Regions from separate parts of the Sus scrofa genome. Here region 2 is linked to region 1. A link is a contact called in public HiChIP or PLAC-seq data. All regions are on one chromosome and are shown on one strand. Each heading gives the region's core, a stretch centred on a gene start, on an enhancer-like site or on the middle of the called end of the contact. The rest is flanking DNA. Distances are from core to core; before and after follow the strand shown.

Evidence for each region. HiChIP or PLAC-seq counts read pairs in DNA pulled down with a chosen protein or histone mark.
Region 2: a contact with region 1 is called in an H3K27ac HiChIP or PLAC-seq map of alveolar macrophages. The contact joins two enhancer-like sites. A contact is called at or near these places in 1 of 47 Hi-C or Micro-C datasets (omental adipose tissue) and 1 of 2 datasets of contacts at active chromatin or transcription factors (alveolar macrophages).

Annotation. Positions count from the first base shown.
Region 1 is chr13:92,429,485-92,437,399 of Sscrofa11.1, reverse strand. It overlaps LOC106505712 (a long non-coding RNA gene), which reads left to right and starts at 19. Exons shown (of 5, transcript XR_001300369.2): 1 at 19-848. Within about 2 kb of position 4,554, at least 13 of the 83 cell types and tissues checked have an H3K27ac peak or open chromatin away from gene starts, as enhancers often do. A contact at or near this core is called in alveolar macrophages, where this site is marked.
Region 2 is chr13:92,637,234-92,645,148 of Sscrofa11.1, reverse strand. All of the region lies in intron 3 of MBNL1 (muscleblind-like protein 1), which reads right to left. Among named protein-coding and RNA genes, the nearest start is that of MBNL1, 150 kb to the right of the region's middle. Within about 2 kb of position 2,643, at least 6 of the 83 cell types and tissues checked have an H3K27ac peak or open chromatin away from gene starts, as enhancers often do. A contact at or near this core is called in alveolar macrophages, where this site is marked.

The DNA of each region.
Region 1 (7,915 bases), core at 3,305-5,804:
TATTTTTGGAGTATATTATCTTATTATTCTTTGTATCATCAGCACTTGGCAGAGTTCTTGGTACATGATAGATAATGCTTGCTGTAATCATAAGTGAATAAGTGCTAATATTCATTGTCTTGATTAATAATTTGGGTAGTTTGAAAAAAGTCCCAAAATGGATGAAGGGACTGAAGCTGGCTATGATTCATCTTCATAGATTAACTAGTAGGAGTTTAAAAGCTGAATAGCAAGAAAAAAAATAACTCTATTAGGAATGACATCTGAGTCATAAACCCAGTAATAGAAGCCTTAAGTTTTAAAGCTTGTGTTGCAATCATTAAATTTCAACAGTTCTTTTGCTATCATCCAACTTCACATGCCATGTTCAGTAGCAGCAATATGTCAAGATGTGAAATGACCAGCCTCTTCATGGAACAGTGCAGAGATATAATTTCTCTCCAAATTTAATCTAGCATTTTGTTTTCTTTTTAGAGGTAGTGGTTGCACTTTTGCCTTACACCACCTCTTGAGAGCCCTTTAACAAACATATTTGATAAATTCTGATTGAAAAAGTAATGTTTTTGCATGTTTTACAAATGGTTCATTTGTTTTCTCTTTCATAATCTAATTTACATAAAAATTCTCTCTCAAGGATGGACACATTTTATTTTCGTAATTTTTTGTTATGTTCTGAATTTGGGTAGAAGTTGGTATATATTTTTTTTCACTTTAACTCAAATTTCAGAACATCTTCAGATGCTTCTGAGTAATATGAATTTTAGTAGATGGTAATTTTTTTCTCAATCCATTTAAGAATCACTCTGAAAAAAGAAACAGCATTGAAGATTCGGTCTCTCTGCAGTTCTGTAAGTTAAAATGACTGAAAATGAAACTTTGTATGTGGTTAATGTAGACTAAACTTATGCATGTTTCTCAACTTAACTTCCTTATTTCAGGCAAATGTACTATAGTTAATAGTTTCTCTATTAACTCAACAAGGGATTTTTAAAAAAAGATTGGTTGTTTTAAAAAGTGTTTCCCAAGATGGATAGGTTAAATGACTAAATTCTATCACTCTATCAACAAAATGTTAAGTGTTTTTTTCTTGCCTTCATATTTGTTTCTGTGTATTCTCCCCACGTCCTTTTCCTCTATTAAAATTCATGCCTTAACTTTCTTTAAATCTGCTCTTTAGATCATCACCTGTTCCAAAAAACCCTTCACTTCCTTAGGGACACTTTTGTTTAAAATTCTACTCTATTTTGTATTTTTTTATATTCTGCTTTAAAACAGAGTGAGTGGGTTACAAAAAACTCCAACAATTTTTAGCCATTCCTCATTATCTACTCTTACGTACAAACTCCTCAGTTAGGGTCTCAAATATATTTAAAGTGTGACCCCAACCATCTCTTCAAGCACTTTGATTCCTTCTATATCCTACCATAAATCAAATCCCACTTCATTATTTCCAATTGTAACTTGCAGTTTTGTTCAACCTTTTTATTTACATTGTCTCCCTCTCAGCCTCTTATCCCCTATATTCACTTCTGCCAGAATTTATATTTAATAGGTATTTACTTAACAATTATCTGCTAAGTCATGTGATTTCCTAGCTTAGGGCCATGTCCCTGGCCCTAAGCTAGGAAATGGAGAGAAGGCAGCAAACAACTGAAGAATGGTCCCTGAACTTATAGAGCTTACATTAAATAAAACCCAAATCACTGGAGTTCTCTTGTAGCACAGCAGGTTCTGGTGTTGTCACTGCAGTGGCCTGGGTCACTGCTCTGGTGAGGGTTCGATCCCTGGCCCAGGAACTGCCATATGCTGTGGGTGTGGCCAAACAAAAACATAATCACCAAATTAAATAGAAAACTAAAAATTTATGAAAAACTCTTAGAAGGAAAGATCTGTAGAGCTGTGAGAGCAAAACAGGGAGATCCAATTTAAATCTGGCGATCTATCTCTCAGCTACAAAAACTGTGAGATCCAAAGTATAGGCAGGATTTCCTAAGCAAAGATTAAGTGGAAATCAATGCAGTCAAGAGAAATCGCATTTTCATATGCATTGAAGAACTTTCTGAAGAAGACAAGCGTGACCATTGATTAACATGAGAGGGAATTTCACCTACATGGAATGGACACTCTTTTCCTGGAGCAAAAGCAGATGTGCTCTTCCATTCCTTCCTCTAACCTGAGCAGTGAACATTTTTAATGTAATTATTCATCCTTGGCGTGTGGATTTTGGACAAGTCTTATCTCCCCTACTAGATTGTTAAGCTCCTTGAAGGCAAGAATTATTTCTTATTTTTATTTTTGTCCTCCACATTGTTCATAATGCCCCATGGGTAGTGAATACAAGACCAACTTCCTGAGTGTGGAACTGAGAAGGACCAACCGTTGTTTTAATTCTCTGGCATCACCACCCTCCATTTATCAATACTTTTTGAAAAAGGGACCTCACATTTTCATTTTCTACCTAGCCCCACTCCCTCCAAATTATTTGGCCAATCTTGAATGAGTACAAATGTTCTGGGTGAATGAGTGGTTTAAGGATTAAAGTGATCTAATTAGAGAAGTTTTGCAGGGTATTTTTTTCTTTTGGAGTCAACCTTATTCCAGGAACATCATATGACTCTTGGTTATGTGATGGGTGGCTAGGAAATGGGTAATATTCTCCTTTAAGAGAAGTTCTTAATCCTCCAATGTACTAATCCTTAAATACTAACTTGAACTCCATATTGACTTGGTCACAATTTAAATCCTCCTAGGACCCTATTAGTTGCAACATATTCTTTCATGGTTATTACTATTAGAACCTATCTAAAAAAAGGACACAATGAACTTCTTTGCAGAACAGATACTGACTCACAGACTTTGAAAAACTTATGGTTTCCAAATGAGACAGGTTGGGGGGTCGGGGGATGCACTGAGGTTTGGGAGGGAAATGCTATAAAATGGGTTGTGATGGTCATTGTACAACTATAAATGTAATAAAATTCATTGAGTAATTAAAAAAATAACCTATTCTAGGAGATAAGTAAGTCAAAGTTCCAGGCATAGTTTGTGAGATCATTCATCTCTTTGCATTATGTGAATTGTTTGTCCCTCCCACCTATCACAAGCACGAATGAAAGACGCTGATGTGGAAAAACACATGCCATTTAGGCTCCTGCTGATGAGTTTACGGAAGTTTGCAGAAAAAGCAGAAGCAGCAAGGACCTTCATTTTTCACATTATTTGTGACTGGCAGTGAATGCGACTAGACATTCCAGAGCTGAAGCCATGTGATTTGGGGGGCCTGAAAGAACTAGTTTAGTTCTTTGTCCAGACACGTACAGTGCTAGAAAGTATTTGTGAGAACCTGGAATAAATATTGAGTCATTGACTGAATTGCTCTTTCCAGTTGAGAAGCCCCTTTGAGAATACAGAAGGATTTTTAGCTCACCCTCCAGTTCACCATGCTACAATCAACATTATTACTAAGCTCTGATATGACAGACCACCTCTCACTATCTGTCTGGTCAATGATCCATGGATTATGGCCTTTTTCATGCAGTTGACAACTTAAACTATCTAAGCTTATGAGGACTTTTTACAGTTACCTGCCACACTGAGTCAAAAAAGATCCTGCAGAGGAAATTGGACTTAAACAACATACCTTTCAATTCATTGCCTCTTGACACAGCGTACAGATTGCAAGTTTATTTCATGTAACGCTTTTAAGGATCCCAGGGGGCAATCACATGCACGTTCTGAGCTCAAGCTTAGGTTCTTGTTTCTCTCTGTTAAACAAATGACAGTTGAAATATTAACAATTGCCATATTTTATCATTTCAGAGGAGCTAAGAACGTATTGTAAAATTAGTAACTACAAATATTGTTTTGAGAGAAGATGAAATTTAAACCTATGCAACTGAGCGGGACTGGGTAAAAAAGTATTAGGTCTACTTGGTGATTATTTATGGACATAGAGTTATTCACTTGCTGAGAGAGTGCATATGTTTTGTAATTGTGTAATATAGTGAATCTATATTACTTATGAGCAAAGTATCATCCCTCTGCATTTTTTTCTGAATCCCTCAGGAAGAATTCCTCCTTGGTAGCCTACCTATACATTGTATGTCTTTCCTGGCACTTAATCTCCCTAAACTTATAATTTTTACCATTCTCTTTCTCTCTAGCTGAAACCTTGAGTATGGGCACCACTTTTTCAGTATAGGGATATTCTTGGTGTCTTTATCCATGGTTCCTGGCAGGTAATAAATACTTATTAAATGAATAATGAAAGAGCACGTGGATCATCCATCTTTTAAATTATACCATAGATATCTATATCTCCTTAGTCCTGACACAGAGATGACCATCAAGCCTTGGAAAGATAGTCTGAAGCAATAGGAAATTTATACCAGGTCCAGCAGTTGTAAGGACACATAAGAATGTGCCCATGTGAAATGGTAAAGGGAGCTCTGGAAAGCAGAGTGTTTTCTGTCCCGAAGGCAAGACTATCTAGCTCAAGTGGCAGAGGGAGGCAGTGTTTCAGAAGACAGCAAACAGCACAGGGCCTGCTTTGATGTCTCTGCTCACAGTAAACCACATCCTCATCCTTGGGGTGAGGTACTCTCTGAAGTGCATGGCTTGTGCTCTAACGTCTGGAAGGAGGCACTCATTTTTAACTTCTGCCCCCATATACAGGCTTTAGAATGAGGATGGGACATATCATTAGAGCCGCTATCATTAGAGCCCCTGTCAGATGACAGAAACATATGATTTAATGAAAGGGATTAGGAAGGATTCATTTCTACACTTACATTTCAAATTTGTTAAATTCTGTGGGGCAGAGTGCCAACACATTCATTTACAGAGAGATAAATATTTCACAGGTGTATATAAAAGACATCATGTAAAGTATGTTTTTTCTTTGGAGTTCTGCCGTGGTGCAGCAGAAACAAATCTGATTGGGAACCGTAAGGTTTCGGGTTCAATCCCTGGCCTCACTCAGTGGGTTAAGGATCTGGTGTTGCTGTGAGCTGTGGCATAAGTCACAGACGTGGCTTGGATCCCGCATTGCTGTGCTGTGGTGTAGGCCAGCAGCAACAGCTCTGATTAGACCCCTAGCCTGGGAGCCTCCATATACTGTGGGTACGGCCCTGAAAAGACAAAAGATCAAAAAAAAAAAAAAAAAGAATGTGTTTTTTTAATAAACAAAAGCAGTCTAGATTGGACTCTGCCTCTGTCCTACAGAATCAGTATCAGTTCGTAAAAAGAGTATATATACACACATATTTTAAAAATCTACTTATAGTCAAATTAATTATAGTAGAAAACTTTAATCTGTGAATCTAACTAAGCATATTGTCTAGATGCCAACTGGAGACCCATTTCATAGGGCAGGATAAAAGAACGTTAACAAAATTGTAAGAATTTATCTAGATCTCTTTCCTCTAATTTAGTTAGCTATAGAAAGGTTTTTTTTTTAAGTAAGTTTTTCCTTTTTATTTATTTTTTTATTTTTAGTTCTTTCCACTAGTTTCCCTCAACATAATTTCTGATCACAACATAAAATGAGCTATTATTTATTTTTTGTCAATTTAAAAATTAATATCTACTTTCTTTTAATTTTCCTCAGATTATTTTAAATTTACATTTTCTTCCTAATTATTCTTTTCTTTTTTTAAGTGGCCTATTAGAAAATTTTATTTTCAAAGGACTTGTGATAAACATGGCTGTCCCTCTCCTCAACCCTTTCATGCTCATGCAGAAGCATGATTTTTTTTGAAATATCAAGAGGCCATTCTCTCCACCATAGAGAGATAACTATTGCTGAGTTTAAGACAACTATTCATTTTTCTAGTAATAGAAATGGAAATGGTCATATGATGCAATTTGAGCCAAGGGAAGTCCTGCTGGAAGCAACTAGGAAAATTGATATTTTTATTAATAAGAGACACAAGGAAAATATATGGCCTTTTGTAGTCTTTTTTTGGGTGAGGATACCATATTTGCAGCTATTGCAGCCAACCTGCAGTTATTTGAATGAGATAAGCCTAAGGGCAAAGATAAGGAATTAGGGGGAAAAAAAAAAGATGGACAGATACTGGGTCAGTTGTAAAATTTTTGTGAGTTAATAAATCGTCTCATGTTTTAAGCCACTTTAAGTAGCATCCTCTGCTACTCATTGAAAGTATGCTAATGGACATGCCACTGTTTCTGGAGACTTATGGCTTCAACTGAGAGTGGGGCTATGATTTTATCTCAGAAGATGCCATTTAATTCAGGATTTTTTATTGAATGTGCAGACTCAGCCAATTAAGCTCTATAATTTGATACTTAGGATACTAGGTGAAGACCAAGTTAGGCTTAGGCTAATAATCCATAATTTCAAATAACTATGTTTTTGAAAGTATTTTGACATTTAAGATTATAGAGTCACAGAGTTAAGCTGCTATGGTCTTGCCTTTAGAGCATCATTTACAGATTGAAAATTTCCTCTCTCTCTCTTTTTGCCTAATAATTATTATAAAGCAAATATAAAATATTTTGATCCATTATAATATGGAGGAAACAAAATCATCATGATGTGATGGGTGAAAAATTAATCAACAAGACATAGGTTTTTAGGGGACTTGACACAATTCTGACCACTTTATTAGGCCCTGATTATACAGAAAACTCAGTTGGTAGTCACATAGCAATGATCTGCTAAGAATACTGCCATGAGAATCAACAAAAGAACTCTTGGCTGGAGTGAATTTTGAGGAAAAAAATCCTCAGAATATCAAAATTAAAAGGAATATTCTACAGTACCTTGTCAACTTCTTTATTCAACATCACTGGAAGTAATTTCAGGCCTGTAATTCTCTTATTTAGTAGCACAATTTATTGGTATACAAGTGGCATTTTTTGTGGCTCTTTGGTGACTATGACTTAAAGTAATAAAAACAGAAAAATCCACTTCATATGCTTGATTTTTCAAACCATGCTTCATTGAAATCTGCTAGTATTTTCTGTCATTTCTCATAGTGAATCACTATGAACAGTATATTAAACAGGATTCCAAATCAAAGACCTTAAAAAGGAGTTAGATGGTGTTGTCTGCACTGCAGGTTGATTCTACCAAGAGACAGGGCATGGCCACCAGCAGCACTGGGTTCATATCCTCAGATCTTGCTATGCCACAATTCTTGCAAAGACTTAAATGTTTCAAGAGCAGAAGGTCGTGTGCCCTGGTGTCATCCCTGGGTGAGTGGCAGCTCTATTAGCGCCGTATGGAGTGGGAAGAGGAAGCAATACCCCAACAGCTTAGGTCCCATTACCAAAAAAGAATGGCAGAGATTCTACATAAGGTAATACATGTCCTCTACATGGGGGATATTTGCAGCAGTATGTGGAATTTCCCAAACTAATTTGCCTGGGAACCATTTCCACTCAGAACATCTGTTACCATTTCTGGAAAGCAAAATTTTGTCTTAACACTTTGCAAAATTATTCTTTAGAGTATGCAAAACATTTCAGTGCATATTAACTCCTTGGACCTTTGAAACAATACTACCAGATATATCAGCCAGGTATTACCAGCTTACCTTAGGACACCCAGGTTCAGAAGGATTTAGAGACATGTGAAAAGTCACATACACTATTGGAGTAAAAATTCAGTCACAATAATTTTTCAATGTTGTGAGATGTCCCTTGGACTGTGCAATGGCCAGTTATGGCAGATTTCCTTAATTCTGTGAGTACTTTGTACAAGACCCTGCACATACCGCTATCAATGCCACATGACAACTTGGTCACTATGGCATTTTATAATCCTTTAGTACATTTGTACAATGAAAGTTTTGGTATTAAGCACTTATGTGAGAGTCTTGGCTATTCTTTTGGCTAGAGTTGTGCCCTTAGGTAAGTTATTTTCACATTCAAAAATCATGTTTATGAA
Region 2 (7,915 bases), core at 1,394-3,893, 210 kb before region 1:
CTCCCTATTCCTTCTAATTTTGCTAAAATCTAATAACTGCAGCTTCTAAGAATTTTCAAGGTATGGATATTTGAGTTTCACTAAAATTATTTTATTTAAAATAAAAACAAAGACTGTGGTATAAAAAGACTCAATAATTAAATTCCAAAATCATATCAATAGCTCCATTATACTCAGGATATTGACTTTTTTTGAAGGGCAAGCACAATTTTCTTGATTTTATTTCCCTATTGAAAATCCTTTCCGAATAACTAAAAGTCAGCCATGTATCCCCCACCTTTGAAAAAGAAAGATAAATTAAGAAGCCAGATTACCCCCCAAAATAAAGATTTCTGACTGCCAACTGGAATTCTGGTGGATCCATTGCATACTGTTGTTTTTAATCATATGTAAATGTACACATGTGTATATATGTAATTATGCATATACACACATATATAGTCACCCCAACTGTATTCCTATTTCTAAGAGCAGTGTATTATTACCGACCTTGCTTTTATTGCAAATTTAAGAAACCTAAGATATATGAGTAAAATTTTTATTTCATGTTTTATTTGAAAAAACACATAAGGACTTCTAGAAAGCTATGGAATAAAACCTAAAAGGACACTGAACTATCATTTGGTAGAAATTCCTAAAGCATCAAAACAGATATAGCCTCTTTTTTTTTTTCTTAGAAAGTCTCGATTTCACCAATGAGATGGTTTTGTTTGTTTTGTTTTACATATTCTATTTTTATCCTATTCTGTTGTAGTCTATACTCTATCACAAATCAGCTGATATCTAAACAAGCAGGAGGAAGAGACAGGGGCTGTCAGGGACAGCAACCCTCATGAAGTTGAAAATCCAAGCATAACCTTATAACCGGCCTTCCTTCCGGGGTGGTTGGGCATCTGTAGTCAAGCCACCATAAATAACATGGTATTGTAGCAGTACTTATTGAAAAAGATCCACATATAAGTGGACCTGCACAATTCAAAGCCATGCTAATCCAGGGTCAACTAGAATATAGATATTGTTAATAAGTCAAAACTCTCTTTACTGTATTTAAATAGTATGGTATACTACAGAGTAAACAGATAGAACTGACATATTTACAGTAATTTTTCTATTCAGTTTTTCATTCTCAAATATTATGACCCTTTAAGCCAGATTATAAGGACATCCTTGTACTTATTTCAGAGTTTTATCATCCAGAAAGGCAAGAAAATATTCTTTAAAAAAAAAAAAAAAAACAACTTCTGTTTTAATTTACTCATTGGACTTTCAGGTTAACATCAGGAACAAATGCGCAGCATCACAGAACATGAAGAAAAGAGTCATTTCTCCTCTTATTTTGCTCGGGAATTAATCTCTAGTCTCCTAAACTTAACACGAAATAAAGCAACACTAATCAATATTTAAAGCTTAATTTTCTAGATGTAAATTGCTATTTCTTCATCCAATCAACCTAAGGACAAATGCTTGGAGCTCAGGTCAACATAAGAGCAGAGAGAATTTTCTCCTACCAGTAAGAAAAAAAAGAAGCAAAAATTTACAAGTGGGTTTTCACTGAAATAGTCCCAATTTCTTAATATTATTTTACTATAGATCTAAAGTGTTTTCAAATGAAATACAATATAATAAAAATTTATATATATTTTTCCTTTTCCTTATCCCCTAAAAAGTTCATATTCACATATAAACCATGGCTTAATAATTATTGAGACTGCCAGTAAAAGAAAGGAAACAAAATTACAAACGCCCACACGCATGCACACACATGCATGCACACAATCTATTGAGTTTAAATCTGTAATTTTATGATGGTCTGAAAGGATAAAAAAGAATGTAACAGACTCTATTTCATGGCATTAAACTTTTTCTCATGCAAGTCTAATCTGATTTTAGGGAAGGGATTTCAGGTTAGACTTTTCTAGCTATTTAAAGAAGCCTCTCCAGTATTCAAATATTCTAAGCACTATTTTATAGACCATTCCTAAGTCTGATGGTGATGATTTTTAGACAAGAAAACCAATAGTGACATTTACAATATCCCAAAATATCCTCAATGCTGACGCAATATCAACGCACTCTAACTCAAACATCAGGATACTATGACTTTTTTCCCAGAGAACTTCGGAGCTTTAATTGCACAACTCCCATTAATCATCTTGAAAATGGCATAACTGAAACTCTACACATCTAGATAAGTATTATGTAACACATGAGAGTCAGGTTAGCTGCTGCTGAGGAGGTGGAGAAAGAGAAAAAGGCAACAAATCATACACACATTCTTGTTACAAAAATATCACTCCTTTCTCCAGCAGCTTTTGTCTGTGAGAGATCAGATATACATACAACTGTGACAGCAACAGTTATATCAGCATACAATTTTAGCTGATAGTCATCTGAAGAAATCTTAGCCTCCTCAGAGAGGGCCCACAAGGATCTTATATTTAGAGTTGCCTGTGATGGGATGCTGTTACGAAGCAACAGTCTCACTTTTTTCTTCTACTCATGGTCTTCTCTATCTCAGAGAATCCCACAAAAGTGTGTAGCCATCTATGAAGTGCTATAAAAGGTTTAGCTGGCACCTATTGTCTGCCACTATTCCACAGTCTTCCTAGGCTCCAAAGATGGGTCTGGCCAGCATCCCTGAGCCAAACCAAAGTCTCCATGACCTTGTGAAAGCCCAGTGACATTTGGTAGGTGCCAGCATCATTAAACAGTCCAACATTTGTTGGCTGCTTTTTTATAGCATCATAAAATTGGAAATGCCAGATCACTATGTTTCTATTATTTTTTCAATTGCTTCATTATTTTTTTGGTGCAGCAACTGTCAGACTTCTAAACTGTTTGTAGCAGAAACATTTCTGAAGTTTTAGGCATCCAAATCAGACACTCTTCAATCTTGGCTAATAATTAAAAGCCCTAACATTTACATAATAAAATTTAGAGCTCTATTTGTAGCGCATGCCTTTCAATTGAGAAATACAAAATGTTTTACAAATAATATGCAATTCATCATCATACCATTATTAGGTGGATTACAGCATGACCATCTTTATTATATCCCTAGGGCTTTCCTGAGGGTAAAAAGGAGGTACACTTCTTATGTCAAATGCACATAATTATTTCCTTGACAACCTCTTAGAAGACTCGTTTAAGCAGTTCTTTATAGAACTACTTCAGATCCTAGTGCATTGATAAAGGAAAAACTCTCCATCTTTAAATACCCCTCCAAAGGGAAGGATGAGGGGTGCTTGTCCAAGGACACATAACAAAGCCAGACCATCTAACTACAGAGATGGTGGCGCTCTTCCCCACTATGCTAGATGTATGTATTTGTACTGATGATCATGTGATCATAATTACATGTGCATGTTTTTCTAATCATTGCTCACGCTAAACATAAATGACTTTAACCAGAATAGGTCAGAATCAAATGGATGCTTTAACCCCCTTAAGTTGTGCGAAGGAAAAGATGTTTCACAGTATAGGCAACTAATTTGGAGAAGACTAATCTACCTAGTATTTCCAAAATGTAATGAAAAAAAATTAGATTCACCAATACATTTCAGTTTCTCTGTCATTCTTTTTTGTTCCCCTCAGCAGGACCTGTACTATAGGATCAATAACAGAAAATAAAATAATTGAACACCAAACAAGTGAAAATTTTGTCTCACATCATCCATTTCAACAAGAACCTAATGAAGCAAGAGGCTCTTAGAATATCTATGAATTCCACTGACCTGGCCTCTGTGATTTGGACATATCACAAATAAAGAAAAGATGATTTTATATATGGAAAAATGCATCACATACATTAAAAATAAAAAGTAAAGTGAGACAATAACATTGGGAAGATGGTAGGTTTTAAGGGGCACATCTTTTATTTAGCAATATAAAAGAAGCTAAAGGAAATCAAAGTGATAAAACATTTTGGTCAAGCCAGCTCAAGAATAACAACACCATTACTCTGAATTTATATGAAGCATTTGCTATATTCGTATATATTTAAAAGTCCCATTTCAATATCTCCATTTGTAAAAATCCCATCAAAGCTCACTAGATGGGATAATGCATATGATTAATGCTTAAATAAAATTTTCTAAACTATAACAGATGTCCAAAATTTTGGCTGTCAGATTTATATAGAAATAACTACATTACACTGCTCTCCAATCTTTTAGAGACACCACCAACTTTGCCAAATAACAAAGACCCTTCCTTCTTCCCAGTTTTTCATTCAGACTCCTCCATAAGCTTCGGGGATTCCCTAACTGAAAACAAACATCATCGCTACCTCCTTAACCTCACAAATTCTGCCTCATATCCAGCCATTAAATGCTACTGACTGCTTCATGTAAGCAGTGACAGAGCATGAAGCAGAGGTGAGGTGACAAAGTTCTTCATCACTGCTGATCACTGTCTCCTTCAGACAGATCAACTTTGTACTTGAACAAAATGTGCTCAATGCCACTGGCTCTGACCCTGTGGGGAAGGCACTCCCCCCGCCCCCATCCCCATGACAATTTGCTAAAATTGTGCACAGCCATCAGCTCTCTCAGACTTCAGGTTGCAGTGAGGAAAAAGACAATTGGCTCCTGGGCCCAGAACACGTCTCTATTGGATGCTGACTGCAGCAGCATAGGCGGTAGGGGGAAAAAAAAAGTCTCTTGATGTAAAAAGCAGTATCACAACACAGGTTATCTGAGCCTGTCTCCTCCTCTCCCCTCCCCCCCACACTGCAATCTCCCTCACCAACTCCCCCCTCACCCCAGAGACTTCCACTGGCTTTCTATTGGCAGGTTCCCAAACATCTAAAGGAGTAAACATCAACAAAAGTTACTTTAAAATTATTGCTGGGAATAAAACAAAATTCACTGAATTTTGAGAAAGAATTCATATATTTCTACTATCCTTGATTAGCTTTCTGGGAAGTGATCCATTTTAACAATAAACAAATAAATAAAAAGAGAGGCCTATCAATTACAGAACTCTTACAAAACATCTATAAGGTAAGTCTCTAAGGCAGAGGGTATAAAAGTCATGACTTAAACACAGGCATTTGAAAAGTTTAATCGTGTGACAAGGTGCTTGGTTCTAAACGGCAATCAGAAGCTCTGGAGCGTATTCCTAAGTGCTTATTTAAGATGAAAAGTATGGAGATGTTGGGCCTCACAGGAACATGAGCCATAGCAACACTGTTTCATAATAAGCCAGAACGTGAAGGTAAGAGGGAAAAGCACAGGCGGCTGTCACATGATGTTTTTCTCTTGCCATCACATCAACAACGTTTAGGCTGAAAGCCCGGATCTGCTAAACACCACGTTTGGATGCATTAAGTGAGTAAAGCAATGTATCTGTGAATTTTACCCTCTCTACCTGTGGCTAAAGCAGGAGGCAGTTAGCAGACGTGGTTGTTTTAGGTTTCCTGGCACCTTGGACATACCTCCCTCCCAAGGGGGTCACAGGACTTTACTGCATGCTGATTACACACTTTCCTCCCATGCTGATTGTCTTGCCTGCCTCAACCTTGTGCCCACAGCCCAGCCCAGGCCAATAAGCCTGATAAATGCCAACTGTATGAGTCCTGACTTTGTTAGAATAGAATATATTCTGTCCAAAAAAGCAGTTCCCCAAAACATTCCTTCTGTATCTTTGCCCAAACCTCTACCAACTGACACACTGCAGCCCCATTTTCTCTCAATTCAATTTTATTTTCCTTCTCCCATTTGTTCCTTTTCCTGGTAACTTCTTACTACCGTCATCCAACCGCAACTTGGTACTCTGCTCCAACCCAAGTAAGAAATATGGCCACCTTGTTGGATTTCTCTGTGCCCTTAGCATGTAAGCTTTTCCTCTCCAGGCTGTGGTGATCTGCACACAGGAACTTGACATAAGAAAGCACTAGAGGAGTTCCCGTCGTGGCGCAGTGGTTAACGAATCCGACTAGGAACCATGAGGTTGCGGGTTTGATCCCTGGCCTTGCTCAGTGAGTTAATGATCCGGCGTTGCCGTGAGCTGTAGTGTAGGTCGCAGACGTGGCTCGGATCCCGCGTTGCTGTGGCTCTGGCGTAGGCTGGTGGCTACAGCTCCGATTCCACCCCTAGCCTGGGAACCTCCATATGCCGCGGGAGTGGCCCAAGAAATAGCAAAAAGACAAAAAAAAAAAAAAAAAGAAAGAAAGAAAAAAAGAAAGCACTAGAGCCCCAGCTCAATAGTTAAGATCTCATGAACTGGAATCACAGAGTTGTCTATTACAAGGCCAACTTTGATACTTAAGAGCAGAGAGACTTTGGGTTAATTGCTCAACCACGCTCAATTCTAACTTACTCTTCTGCAAAAATGGAGGCAAAAACCATCCTTGGGAGTATGTGACTGTTAGGCGAGAGCACGTTCAAAGGCCCTTGATTGTGCCCTGGTACTCAGAGCGGAGACAGCACTCAGTCCTTCTCATGCTCTTAATACATTCTTCACGTTCCCAAAATCTTACAATCCCTGCTTCCCATCACACAGCCCCATGTCTCTGGTCACGCTTGGAAGCATTCTTTCTCCTTTTCCTTCAACCCCTGTTTTGACAGAGTCCTTCAGCTCATGGACAAGTTAGAATCTCTTTTAATGAACTACTTCACGCTAAGTGTCTAGTGGCCCAGGATGGCAAATATACAGTCCAGGGAAAAAATCACTTATCCAGGGAGCCAGAGAGCCCTGGATTCAGTGCAGCTCTCTCACCCACTAGTTTGTGGTCTCATGCAGGGATTCAATCTCCTAGTCCACACAGTGCCTCCATCTGTGAAACTGTATCCAAGTAACAGAAGCCCGGCGTAGCTGTGAGAAAGCTCTCCCAGGGCCCAAAGGAAGAATCAACTGACGCTCCTTTCTCTTACCGTTAGGATACTGGGTATCTGTATTTTAAAAGGGTTGATAATCAACAGGGATCATTTTCCTAGGTTAAATTTGATAATGGAGGTGACCCAAAATGTCACTTTCTGAGCATTTTCTCTTTTTTCTCCCCCCCCTCTTACTTTCTTGCCAGGTAGGATAAACTCACAGTGGTGAATTCAGCACCTGTCAAAATGTATTACAGATAATTTCTACAAGTCTGTCTATCCCTTGAGATTAAGAACTTTTTAAAGACAGGACAAAATCTAACTTAGCAACCTAAGCATTTTGAATTTGCAGAATGAATAAGCAATTTAGGAGACAGGACATTTCCGGTATCTAAGCTCTCATACCACTGAGACAACACTTATTTAAGCCAATGGTCCTTAATCACAGCTGTACATTGTAAATTAAAAATTCCTTTACCCAGCCTCCACCCCTAGAAATTCTGATTTAATTGATTTTGGCTGAGTCCCAGGAAAGCTCTCAGACAATTCTAATGACTGGTAGTCTAAGGACCATTGGTTAGTCTCCATATACTAATACACATTCTCATTTACACATCAATCAGAATGCTTTCCACAGTTCTTTTAAACCCAGTGTTGGCAATGACTTTGTGATAACCGCTAATGTTATCTGTCAGTTAACTGATACCTCTGTTTCTAAACTGTCTCTCTTCACATCTCCTTTCCTAGACAGTGGCAGAAAGGGTGCTCAGGGCAACGGGTGGCACAAAAAGAGCTACTGCCTTTTGTTCCCTTGGGCATATCATCTTGGACCCGTGCACGTGCACACAAGTGAAGGGGAAAGCAGAATGGAACAACTGATTCATTGTCCTCTAGTCTAACCTAAAAAATAAGCTAAAAGCTAGGAAATGAATGGACGAAGAGAAAGTAAAATAAGTAGAGAAGTGGTCTTGCCTTAAATATGCTTGAATATCTTTTAGAATAACTCATGTATACATGTATCCACCAACTACTTGGTGAGTCTGCTCATGTGCCGAGGGCTACAGGGCAGTGGCAACAAAATGAATCAGAGATATTCT